2 separate regions of the Mus musculus genome follow, and region 1 is linked to region 2. Evidence: chromatin contacts called from public Hi-C data. All regions are on one chromosome and are shown on one strand. Each heading gives the region's core, a stretch centred on a gene start, on an enhancer-like site or on the middle of the called end of the contact. The rest is flanking DNA. Distances are from core to core; before and after follow the strand shown.

Evidence for each region. A called contact is a pair of places that touch in the nucleus more often than the background predicts.
Region 1: a Hi-C map of liver shows a contact between it and region 2, with 2.0 times the contacts expected there. The contact joins two enhancer-like sites. A contact is called at or near these places in 1 of 15 datasets of contacts at CTCF or cohesin (the NIH/3T3 cell line) and 3 of 484 Hi-C or Micro-C datasets (cortical neurons and liver).

Annotation. Positions count from the first base shown.
Region 1 is chr1:174,995,383-175,001,584 of GRCm38.p6, reverse strand. No RefSeq gene overlaps it. Among named protein-coding and RNA genes, the nearest start is that of Grem2, 77 kb to the right of the region's middle. Within about 2 kb of position 1,849, at least 8 of the 459 cell types and tissues checked have an H3K27ac peak or open chromatin away from gene starts, as enhancers often do. A contact at or near this core is called in liver, where this site is marked.
Region 2 is chr1:174,798,254-174,804,918 of GRCm38.p6, reverse strand. All of the region lies in intron 16 of Fmn2 (formin 2), which reads right to left. Among named protein-coding and RNA genes, the nearest start is that of Gm51689, 45 kb to the right of the region's middle. Within about 2 kb of position 4,503, at least 4 of the 459 cell types and tissues checked have an H3K27ac peak or open chromatin away from gene starts, as enhancers often do. A contact at or near this core is called in liver, where this site is marked.

The sequences.
Region 1 (6,202 bases), core at 600-3,099, 200 kb before region 2:
ACAGGCAGATGGCAGTGTTCTCACAAATTAAGACAGCATTGGTGCTTTGACCTTACCATCCTATCCCAACCATTCCTCCTTGAACGTCTTAGCATTTTCAGAATAAAATGTGACCCAATACACACTTTGAAAAGGAGTTCTAAAGTTTCTTATTGAGGACATTCAGACATGCTGAACTGTGCTTATGGGCATGCCTCCTTATTAGTAGATTGGGTAACCCAGGCATTTATAATTATAATTATATCATATATTCTCATCCACTTCTTGGTATTATTAGATTTCACAAAGTCATACTTTTCATGAAGTTACTGGTATTTTGTCCTTCATTTTTTTGATATTGGTAAGATAGTAAATGAAGCTTTTAAATTAGATTTATGGTAGCAATATAAAGTGAAAAGTATGTCATGGCAGCCCATGTAGGCTGAGGAGCAGAATGCTGCCATCACTAGATCAACAGCAAAAGACAATATGTCTTTAATGAATTTATTACTAGATCCTGAATATGTGGCCAGAAGATTTGTACCCAACAGGTAAAATTCTATAAATCTCTATTTCAAATGTCACTGAACATAGTTTCACTCTTCAACCTATCCTGTAGTCTCTAGAGAAACCCACCAGGCAGGAGGGCAAAATGAAAGACTTACTGTGTAAGCCACTAGTAAAGCTAGCACTATTAGCAAGGGCAAGTGAATGGAAGATAAAACATGACCTGTGTTGTCAATGAGGTGAATTCATGTTCAGCCTTGATCCATTTCTATGGCCAATAACCAGGGGAAGTAAAGTCAAGTCTTTCCTTCGAACTTCAAAAGTCAGCAGGCAGAGGACAAAGAAGCAATGGGCCATAAAAGATCAGGGCTGAGCTACATTCTTCAAAGGCCAGAAGCAGATCATGTTTTAATACCTGGATCTGGGACATGCCAACTGCTAAACCAAGAACTAGATGAGCCCCAAGTGAACCTCACTCATTTTGTTTGAAGGTTGGTACTAGAAGTACCACATTATAATGGACTTTTTAAAGTGAATCCATCCAACAGGAATATGTACACTGAAGAAGTCAGAGAAAGACTGAAAATGGAGGAATTGGGTCATTAGAAGGGAGGGAGAATATAGTGATCCTGTTTTCAGGATGTCTTCGTTATCTTTAGATATATATCCTTTCTTGTCCTTCCAGAATCTCAATCAACAGTTATGGTTTATACTATATGACAGAGCATTTGTGTTAGACATTCAAGCAACTTAAGTTGTTTAAAACTAATAGTCTCCATGTATCTCTCTCTCTCTCTCTCTCTCTCTCTCTCTCTCTCTCTCTCTCTGTCTCTCTCTCTCAAATGAGATGAAAGACAATCACAGTGAGGAGGAAAAAATATATTATTATGTCCCACAACCATGACATCGGTCCGTTCACAATGGTGACTAGGTGGTCGAAATCTACAAATGCAATATCTGGAGATTTCCTATGTGCCAGAAAACTGTGGCACCTAACACAGCCTCTCTGACACCTCCATTTCCCCCTCTGCTTTCTCTTTGGGGAGCCAGGGTCCTCTGCTTGCTAGCAACAAAGAATACAGCAGATGGCAGCAAGCAGCTGCCACATGCTCTGAGCTTATCATGTCCAAGTCCTGTTCAGCCCGGCTGAAGGAAGGTTGAAAGGGGAGGTAACTTGTCAGATTTCTGTGTTCTCTTTTTCTTCTTCTGTCTCTGCCTTTCCTCCAACTAGAAAGAAAGAAGCATTTAATCTCTAACTAGCACATAAAATCAGCAATTAGAGGCTGGACAAGAACACAGGTTTGTTCCTGAAGGCTGAGCCCTACCTGAGTCTGAACAGTAGTGGAAGAAGGCCACACTTGCTGCCTGCCCTGCTGCCTTGTTCACTTCTCAGCCTTCAGGGGCTATTGAGCATTCCTTGGATATACATTCTGAGAACACTCATCCAAAGCCAAATTCTTCATAGGCCATTTCTACTCCCTCTACCTGTCCATCTTACACCAGCAGCCACGCAGAGGACACAGGTAGCAGGAAGGCCTGAGAGCCCCCAGCTTTCAGCCCAGGAGCGCAGAGATAAGCTTGGATTCTCCTAACTCAGCCTCTGCAGACCACAGCAGAGCTGTCAACATGCCCTGTACTTCTCTGAGCCCCTGCCTTTAAACTTGTCCTGTTTAACTCAGCTCAGAAGCCTGGAATCTGTGAAAGTAAACATTTCTTATCCCTTGGATAATCTGGATAATGCAATTTAAAATACAGACGTCTATTCCCTGGACAAACACAACTGCCCTGACGTTAATGGGGCCATTTATCTGTGTTGAAGTTGGTAAGCCATGAGCACTGTTGGTGATGTTGGGATTTGGGGGATCTGATTAGCTCTGTAGTTCAAGTGACAGTAAGAACAGTGCCTGTGGCATGGGTTGGTTTCTCCTATCTTTTGGGTCATTGAATAACTTGAATCTTTTCTCCTCTGTGCTAAAATCTGAAAGGTAAGGTTTTGGTTTTTTTCTCGATTTAGACAGTCCAGTTTATTTTTCATAACTATCAAGGCGTACCTCAGCCTGGCATCCTGTTTCAGTGAGGTTCTCCAAACTTAAAATTTCTACAAAAGACAGACCCTGCAGGAAACTAGGATTACAGGTTTTAGCACCAAGTCTTTGAATTCAAAATATTTAAAAATACCTTCAGTACGTGGATGCATTTGGAGCTACCACACCTTCCTGCCTGGCTCACTAACTGGAAGTTCAGGCTTTCCTATTCAATTGACCCTGACTGTCTCAGGTGATCGCATCGCACAAACAGTGCAATCACAGTACAAAACTCAGCCGATGGACTTTCTAAAACTGGTTCATACAAAGTGTTGAAATAGAGTACAGAATGTTAAAACAGAGTCCTGAAAGAAAAAAGAAACCACTCCCAAATACCTTTGCAAAGTGAAGCAAAATGTGGATATCCACATTTTAGTAGAAGTTGGATAAGAACATTTTCCTCCCCTGCATCATTTCTGGGATGAACCATTTGGCTAAATCTCTGGTTTCTTAGCAACAGATAGTAACTGATTAGGTAAGTGATTCCTATTTATCCTAATAAAAAAATTATGAAATAGTGAAAATGTGAATCTATTAGCAAAATGAGAGAAAAATTCAAATCTCTAAGAGATGTTTCTTAGAAGCCTTTCAAAATACTTTAAAAACACTTTGAAAAAAATCCAACTTGCGAACTTTGAATTTTATCTCAGTCCATTGTCCTGAAGTCCAACTATTGAGAAATAACTCCCCAGGAAAGGCCCTTGCCTGCTTTATTCAGCTCAATGGTGTATCTACTTCAGGAAGACTGTCAAGCTACAGGCTACTTGGAGGGTCTCATGATATTTACCTTTCTTTTTTATCTTTTTGCAGCTCACTGACTTCACTGAATAACTAGGCAGCAGACTTCATGATCTATTTCTTACACCACCACACCCCGGGGGCCACCTCACCACTGGGGTTGCTGATGAGTGTCACTGTGTCTGTGACTTTATTTGGGTGCTGAGCTGGGCTAAGGTCTTCATGTTGCATGGCAAAAACACTCTGTTAACTGAATCATCTCACTAGTCTTGAAACACAGCTATCCTAAAAGTTCCCCCAGAGATGGAGAACAAATTCTCTATGCATTTAATGTTCTCTTCCTATTAAAGGCCATTTTGCTTCTCTTATAGAAGTGGGTTGCAAAGGCAGATAGCCTTTAAAATAAGCACGAATTTACTATTGTATATGAGAACAGGATGATACAAAGCAGAGCAAGACAGGCTTCCCAGAGTGTACCAGCTCAAAATCCCCCAAAGAACACATGATTTGTACAAATTCCTCTGGATTGGGATGCTGTGTACATTTTCGAGTGAAGGGAAAAAATGGAATAATTTCAAGGCTTTCTAGAAACAGATAAGAATTGGGTAAAAGGGAGAATCACATACCACTTGACGGCTGACACTGTCCTGCCGGCCAGAGGAAAGAGGTGAGAAGCCAGACATAGAGCCCTGGTTTTCCCAAGGTCACCCAGGCTCTAACCAGAATAAAATAAAAATGCACAAAATGTAGAACAACACAATCTCTTTTCTTTGAACAATTTAGAGAGTAGATACAAAGCAAAAACCTAAAACTGCAACACAACTATCTATATTATATATTATTGCATAATATATAATCGTAATTATGTATAATATATTATAGAGTATTAGTATATTCATATGTTATTATATTTTGGATAGTACATATATTATGTAGTAAATCACAGAAGCTGCACATGTTTGAAGAAAAAGCAACTGCAACTTGAGAGCTTCTTTATCTGTAGGAGTGTAGCGTTGCTCTGAGAATCCACAAAAAACCTACTATCTTCATCCACAAGAATTGTAATGGTGTGTGCGTGCATTTGTGCATGGCTCTGCCATTGGCTTGGCTTGTGAAATGTCACTGATGCTCATTTTGCATGGATAACAAACTAGTAACTCCTGCACCCAGTGATTTCTGAGTCCTTGATTCTCTCTCTCTCTCTCTCTCTCTCTCTCTCTCTCTCTCTCTCTTTCTTTCTTTTTTCTTTTATTTTTTTAATTTCTTTAGTTTCTGCCTTTGAATCCATTTTGTAAATTACTGGACAGGTAAAGAGAAGCAAGGCTATTAGCGAGAGAAGGTCAGCTCCGTCCTAAGGAAATATTAGTGGTGGATTGATGCCCTCCAGCCTGCCTCCAAGAAAAATACAAGGAAATAAAATAGCTAAGTGGAGAGTATGACATACCAAGAAGGAGTACATGCTAAATTTCTTTCACTGTGAATTGACAATTAAGCATATTAACATTTTTATTATGTTTTTTACTAACAGGTAGCATTTTTTCAAACCATTAAGATCTCAGAAAAGTATTACATGACTGTGTCACTGTTATGGATTTTAAGACAGTTGCCCGGCATGGAATGACACAGTATCTCCCTCCCTCTCAAATGATTGTTTCTCAATCATATTTTGCACCAGGAATGGCCTAATGGTCTGGTCATGTTCCAGAGGTACAAGAAGAAAACATGTTTAAGAGCATTTCTTCAGCCCGTGAGTCCCAGTGTTAAGATGGAAGTCTGAATTGAAAAGGCAGAATGACTTACAACAACCAGTCAGAGGAAAGCATGGGATTCATATCCCAGATGGAAAATCTGGGAAGAAGAGGCAGAGATACCAAACCTTTCTTTCTTTGGCAAATACAAAATGCAGGCTGCACCTCAAGCCTGCTTCCAGGATTTGCTAAATAAGAATTTCATGGCAAATTATCAAGAGCCTGCAGAACCACTTGGTTTGTAACCCACATACTGCTCGGTGTCACTTTCCTGTTGTTCTGCTAGAAGTTATTCATATTGAAGACAGCAGTGGATCCTGGCCTTAGACAACCAAAGAATCAATAAGATTGTGCTGGCATCAGCTGCGTGAGCCTTAGAATAGAAATTACTTGAACCCTCATAATGTTTGTTAGTAGAGTTCCTTTTGATCTGTTGAAGTCTTAAATGATCAGCAGAGAGGAGTTCTATAAAATGCTCTCTTCATTCAGTTCTTCACTCTGCTTGGTCTGAGTTTTCTTAAGTTGCCAAATAAACAAGGTCAGGTCAAAAGGCTTCCAAAACAGTCCAGCTATCCCCTCTCCCACTCTTGGTGATGTTGTAACAGGAAATAGGAACCTAAGTCTGAGTGTTTACCATTTATAGATCTGCACGTATATCCAGAAGAGCTAATTGAAGAGAAAGTGAAGAGAGAATATGGTTCTTGGAGTATAGAAAACCAAGACCCAAAGTCTTTTTTCCAAGTTCTTGATGTTTTAGAGTAAAAACAGAAGCCGAAGGCTAATTAGCAGTTAGAGGGTAGATCTGGACAGCAGCTATCCTATAAGGCTTGCAAAGCACATATAAACTCCATGTGGTTTGGCAAGAAAGCAAAAAAAGGGTGTCCCAGTCCCATGCCTAAACTGACTGCCAGCCGACATATCTATTGCCCAGTCTTTTCTCTTTGTGCCAGATGAAGACAATATTAGACGTGAAGTGGAGAGAAATTTAATGTATTATATTTCCTAAGAGAAAGGTGTGTGGTCTGAGTTCTGAGTGTTTTCACCACCTTCAGCACCTAGACCTTCTGGATTTGTTTCATACCAACACATGCAGAGAGTATCTTTACTGCATTGACTATCCTCGGTGTGGTAAAAAGGTCTTTTGCT
Region 2 (6,665 bases), core at 3,254-5,753:
ACAGTGTTCAGGAGAGAGAGGACATCAGCAGTACCCCGACGGTAATGACTACACAAGAATATGAAAATCTGAATAAAAGCATTCAAATTTCCTATATTCCCCATGCCTCCCAAGCTACATCTTTACCCTTAGGAAATGAACCTATGGCTGTAGTGACTCTAAAAGAATTTCTCCCAGAGAAGGAAGGATGAATGGGTGAGCCAGCTGCTGTTGAGTAGTGATTGCGAAGCTCAGATGTGTAATTTCATGAATAAAGCCTTGTACCTGAAAGCAGAGGCAGAGATTAAAAACATGAAGTGATAAAGCTGAGTGAATTAGATGCAGCATAGAAACTCTGAAATAATTACAGAAGTGGGGATGTTACATCAGAGCAGTAGAAAATCTGGATGGATTTCCACAGTTAACCTTATATACCAGGAGATTCATTAAGAGACTGATTTATCTCGTGTTTCTAGCTAGAACAGAAAGGCCATCCCTTGCATATTTCACTCAGCCCAATATGTACTCATTCTACAATCCTTTACCCTATAATTTTCTGGCCAGATGTCTTACAAAATTGAGACATTTCTCCATTTTAGACAGGAGTATGGAATATTACACTACCAAAAGGCTCAGGTAGCATGAGCTAATAAAGTTCAATATTGCTATAGTACGTTTATGAACATTTATGGTAAATTGGATAAATAGAGATTATAAACACCTCAGAAAAGTTGAGTTTTGCTGACACGTAAGTTTTCTGCATATCTGTGAATAATTCTTTGTTTCATACATTCTTTGTGTTTTCAATTTGTAGATAAGAAAACATGACTCCAGACTATAGGACAGTGAGTGAAACTGTATTATTACCATTCTTATCCTTAGATGTTCATGAACTCCCTTATTTCTATTAGGGAAGTCATTAAATAACTAAGTAGGGGATTGAAATGGTTCCTGGGAATCAAGGCCTTGAATATGAGAACTTAATTCTTAGCTTTTATAAAATCAGAATGATAAAACAACTTGCTTCTAATCACTACGCATGAGGAGTAACTATATACTTCTGAAGGCGGCATATTTGCATCCTGTGATGACCCACCAGCTTTCTGGTGGTTATATGTCTGCCTCTCACAGCTGAGAGATTGTGCACAGCGCTTGGCTTTTCTCTTTCTCATCTGAGTGAGGAGCAGCCTATTGGATGGCACTTAGTGGCAGAGTTGACTTGGGTAATTTTATATTTACTGCGGAGAGATGAAGTACAAAACTACCAAGTGGGCAGCACTTAAACCTTTATGCATAGTGATTCTGCCTTCTCAGAAAGGTTTGTGTTCTTAAATAGTTGTGCGATTTGTGTTCTTCTTAAATAGTTGTGCGATTTTCATGATCCATCCATCCATCCATCTATGCATCCATCCATCCATCCATCTATGCATCCATCCATCCATCAGTACATCCATGCATGTAGACATTCATCCATCTATCCATTCAGCCATCATCGATCCATCCATCTACCTATGCATCCATACATCCATACATCTATGCATGCATGCATGCATCCATCCATCCACTTATATGTGCATACATATAGGCATCCATTCATCCATGTACCCATCCACCCATTTTTTCAAAACAAACAATTCTCTCTCTACTATTATATCTAACTTACCATCAATGTTATCTGGCCTCTAGCTCCTGTAACACTTCCTACTTTAAACAGATCTAGCTTTACTTCTATATCAAACTCCAAATTTTATACTTCTAGCTCTTTTCATGATTTGCTTATTTTTTAACTGAGAGGACTGCTCAGACAGCCAGAGGCTCAATCTTTGTTCTTTAAAGCTATACAACATAGTTCTTCATTAAACAGGGACCTGCAATATGGTGAAGCTTTAATATGAGATTCATATTAGCAATCATAATTAGCTAGAGAGAAATGTGCTGGTAAAGAGAAAGCAAAAGAACAAACATGAATAACTGCTGTGGGTGCACACAAAAGAATGCCTGTTTCATTCATTCCGCAGAGCTGGGTCCCACGGAAACTTACTCTGTCTTGGTTTTATCAGTTAAGAGTGAATACTAGTGGCGCACACCTTTAATCCCAGCACTCGGGAGGCAGAGGCAGGCGGATTTCTGAGTTCAAGGCCAGCCTGGTCTACAGAGTGAGTTCCAAGACAGCCAGGGCTATACAGAGAAACCCTGTCTCAAAAACAAAAAACAAAAACAAAAAAAGAGTGAATACTGCTGCTTATAAAAAGAGATATGAGCTGTCAGGAAGAGAGGTTGATGCTATATTCTCTGTGTTCCATATCTTCTATTTCAGGTACTATTATCTACCTTATCTTATTGTATTTCATTAATCTTATTCTAATGTCTCTTCCACCCCCCCCCCATTCTCCTTCTCTAATTCTACCTCACTCCATCCAGTTCATTTGTACTCTCCTATACATGGAGAGGTACACACTGTGTTCATTCACGATAGCCATGACTTTTTTTTCTTTTTGTGAGACAGATGTCCACTATGTACCCTTGACAGGCTTGGGGGTCACTATATAGACCTGGCTTTCCCTGAATTCACAGATATTTGCCTTTGCTTTCTTAGCACTAGGACAAAAGGCTCATGCCACCAAGCCTGCCCATTAACAGTCATTTCTCAAGACCCATGGTACTATTCAGAACACTAAGCACTTACAATGAGCTATTCACGGTGTTAGGAAAATTTCAGGGAATATCATAAATTGTTTTAATACTGTGACCATTTGAGATTATTATTTCTGTTCTACAAGTTAGAAAGTAATACCAATTAAGCTAAAATAACTTCCCAGTTTCACCATTTTATAATTGTCAGCATACAAATTCAAGACTTGGAAATACATACTGTAGAAAGAATGGTCGGTATAATAAAGCTATGTTTTCTGTGAATTCCAATGTTGAGAATTTCTAACAGTATTTCTTACCTTTAGAACATGAATTTGCTAATGATAATGCTATTTGAGAGGTTTATATTGAGACTATGTTAAATGTTTTATATCCAGAAGCTCATTCAAGTGACTCCAGGATCTAAACAATATCAGTATGTCCATTTTACGGGTTGGAAAACTGAGTGCCAGAGTGGTAAACCAAGAGGTCAAGTTTTACATGTACCATTAAATACAGGTCTTCTACAATATAATCTCATGTTCTTAGCACTTACTATATTTAGCCTCTGTAAAAGAGAAAGGTCTAGAAGAATGAGAGGCTATAGGAACACAACCCATGAGAAAACTCAGTACAGATATGGACATGTCCATGTTAAAAATTAAGGATTCATTCATAGCCACATGAAGTCTGGCATTTCAAAAGAAACCTTCTGTTTATCTGTGAGCATCAAATATTCTCTTAGCTGATGAAATATACCCCCCATGTATCATCTTATTTACCTCCCCCACACCCTTGGAAAACTTTAAAGTGGCCAAATGTAATTTTAGCAAACTTTCCAAAAATGTTCACCCTAGAATGAAGAATTTGAACCCTAGAGGTTAATTTTTAAAATGATCCCATTTAATAAAATTAAGATCTTTTATGAACACTCTCTGATGTGCTTTACTTCTGCAAGATACACATTGTCTAGATACATGATGATAATTGCAACTATTTAAGGATGAATGACTGCCAGACTTGGTGTGCATGCCTTTAATCATAGTACTTGGGATGCAGAGGCCAGAGGATGTGCCCACATTATCCAGGGTCATCCTGCGACATATTATCTCATAAACACAAGAGCCAGGGATGTAGCTCATGGTATAGCACACACCTAGCGAGATGTGGGCCCTAATTTTGTCAGATCAAGGATTATTTCCTTCTTCCTTACCTACCAACATTTAGAGGCTCGGATCCAAGACATTATTTTTGACAAAGTAAAAATCTGAGGAGTAGGAATTCTTATATATAACCGTCATGTTCTGACTATTTTAAGTGAAGAAAATGAATCTTATATTCTATGAATATTCATTATTTATCTGAGAGTGAATGTTTATGTTACTAATTTAAATTTTTTTTTAATTTTCAACATGGTAGTCAAAGCACCCCACCTCAGATACCCAAATTACAAAATGGAATAATCTTAATAGCACTTAATTGCACAGAGCAAAATGCTAAATTGTGAATATAACTGTGTATAGTTTCTTCCTTTTAAAAGCAACTGTTAGGATCATGTTCCCTTCCTAAGTGTTGCAATCCTTTTGTGTACCTCAGTGCTATTCAGATGATATTAAATAGGCACACCTTCTGCAGCTCAGTAGTTTTGCTCCCTCCTGATTCATAATTTGTTGGAGACAAAGGTCATTTTGGGGTTAATGAAGCTCAAGGGACCCCTATACTCTCAGGGGCTAGCAGGTGAATCTGATGTGGGCTGCTAGCTTTTCCTCCTGGGCAAGCTCTCATCATGTGATCTCTTGGAACCATTCCAGATACAGAAGGACATTGCAAAGGCTTAGATGACGTGGACATGACCTTATGATACCATGTCCTTTCCACCTCTCGAAATACAGCTACAGAGTGACAACCAACACACTCAGAATTCTATGTTCATCAAAACTACCTACTACCTGGAAATGGCACCATAGCTCAGCCTTTTATGAATACTGGGTGCTTTTCCAGAGGACAAAGGCTCAGTTTCTTTTTCCCACACAGTGGCTCATAACCGTCTGTAACTCCAATTCCAAGGGATCTGATGCCCTCTTCTGTCCTTGGTTACAAAGCTTATAAGTGAAACATGGATATACACGTAAGCAAAACACCCATATACATAAAATTAAATAAAACTAAAAATTAAAAGGAATACCTGCTAACAAACTATTTAATTATAAAAACCAATAGAAAAGTACCACGGGGATTGGATGTATCTGCTTGCTGACCATACACTGACACCAGCACACCTTGACATCTGTTTGGACCCCAGCTTCTCTTTGCCAGGTAGAATCAGGAGCTCTCTCTACCCAGTCGATGATAACAGAGGCAACACATACAGGAGAGGTCTGTGTCCTTATACAAAGGCAGAGGTGACCGCTCTTAGGTGAGCCTCACTCAGTTTGTAGACACAGCTTCCCTAAACAGTACTTCTGATGGCTTATCATCAAATTTTAAATCATTCAGGGAAGGTTTCAGCAAGGGGACAGAGCTATCTTTCTCTAGAGGGGGATCAATGAGCTGTGGAGACAAGTTGGCCAGGGACACTGTCTTTGATGGAGACAGAGTCTGTGATACTCGGTGCCAGTTGAACTACAAGTCCTAAAGGAAAGGAGTGGTCTGGGCAATCAATTGGAGGTGGAACATGGCCAGGACAAAGTGGAGAGGATGGAGACAGAGCTGATAGATTACTTAGCGGATGTATAACATCCTCAAGATACAATGACAGATGAAGCTGATTAGATACACTTTCCAAACTTGGAAAGGTTCTCAGGGGTCAGGGATTCTAGGTATATTATTACAGATCTTATCCAAAAAGCAGATATACAAATGAGTCAAAATAGAAAGAGATTCAATAAAATACAAATATTAATGGGGTTCTAATAAAAAGGATATTAAACAGATTGAGGAAAAGGACTGCTTACATCTCTCTATATTAATTTGAACATACAATCAGAGAGGATACACTGCAGAAATGCTTTTATACCAGTTTGGGGATTCTATTAGGTACAATTCTATATTCATTTGCTTGGCTTTGCATTGTTACTCTTAAGATGTAATATTAAACCTACACAGGCAAGGGTTATCATTACAAAAGGAAAAACTTAATGCAATTTTGTGAGGTGATGGATTTATCATTTGGCTAGACTATGACAATCATTTCAGGATGTATACAGATAGCATAATTTGTCAACTGCACTTGAATAAAGCCAGAAAACATTCTATATATATAAAAACTTGGACAATAATGATTTAAAGTTTGTAGTTTACTTTCAAGGAGGAGCAAACTATAAGCAACAGATTCCCCATAAAGCAAAAAGCACAAGCTATCTGTGTGACAATAATTTGTCCTGAGGGCTGTAGTTCCATTGTTAGACATTTGACTTGATGGGAAATGTTAGCAAACAAGCCTGCTCTGTAATTTTTTAGCTAGTTCTTCATCATCAGCAAGGTGACCTTTCATGAGGTGCCTGCTTGCTAGTAAGTACAATACAAAAGGCCTTTCACTATTACTGTCAGCCTCACACCACCAAAGACTCAAACAAAACAAAGAATAATAAAAAAAAAATGTCTTGGTCCTGCTCTGCCACTGGCTCCATAAAGGGACTAATATCTACAACATGGCTAACGCAACCTCTTCCCTCTCTAGCCTTTCCAGCGTAGTTTCTGATTGGACATTATTGATCCCAGAGCCCCCATTTTCTAAGTACAGAAGGATTACCTCCAACTTCTCAAACATATTACTTTCAACTGTGGGAAACCAGTCGTGCTTGAGAGGTAATCTCGGAGGCAGACTGAGGAGAGACTTCTGCCTTGGAATTCTCCCACCCAAAACAGTCAGAGACATCAGGGAGCCACATCATGGCAAGAAGGCTGGTGGGAAGCACTTTGATTCCAAAGATTTCAGATATCTTAGAAATCCAGGCTACAGCAGAAGTCCTTTCAAATCAAAATACTTGCTAATTTTCCATTATGCAAACCTGACTGATCTGCTCATCTTCCTGTAATAGGTATAACCATCATAT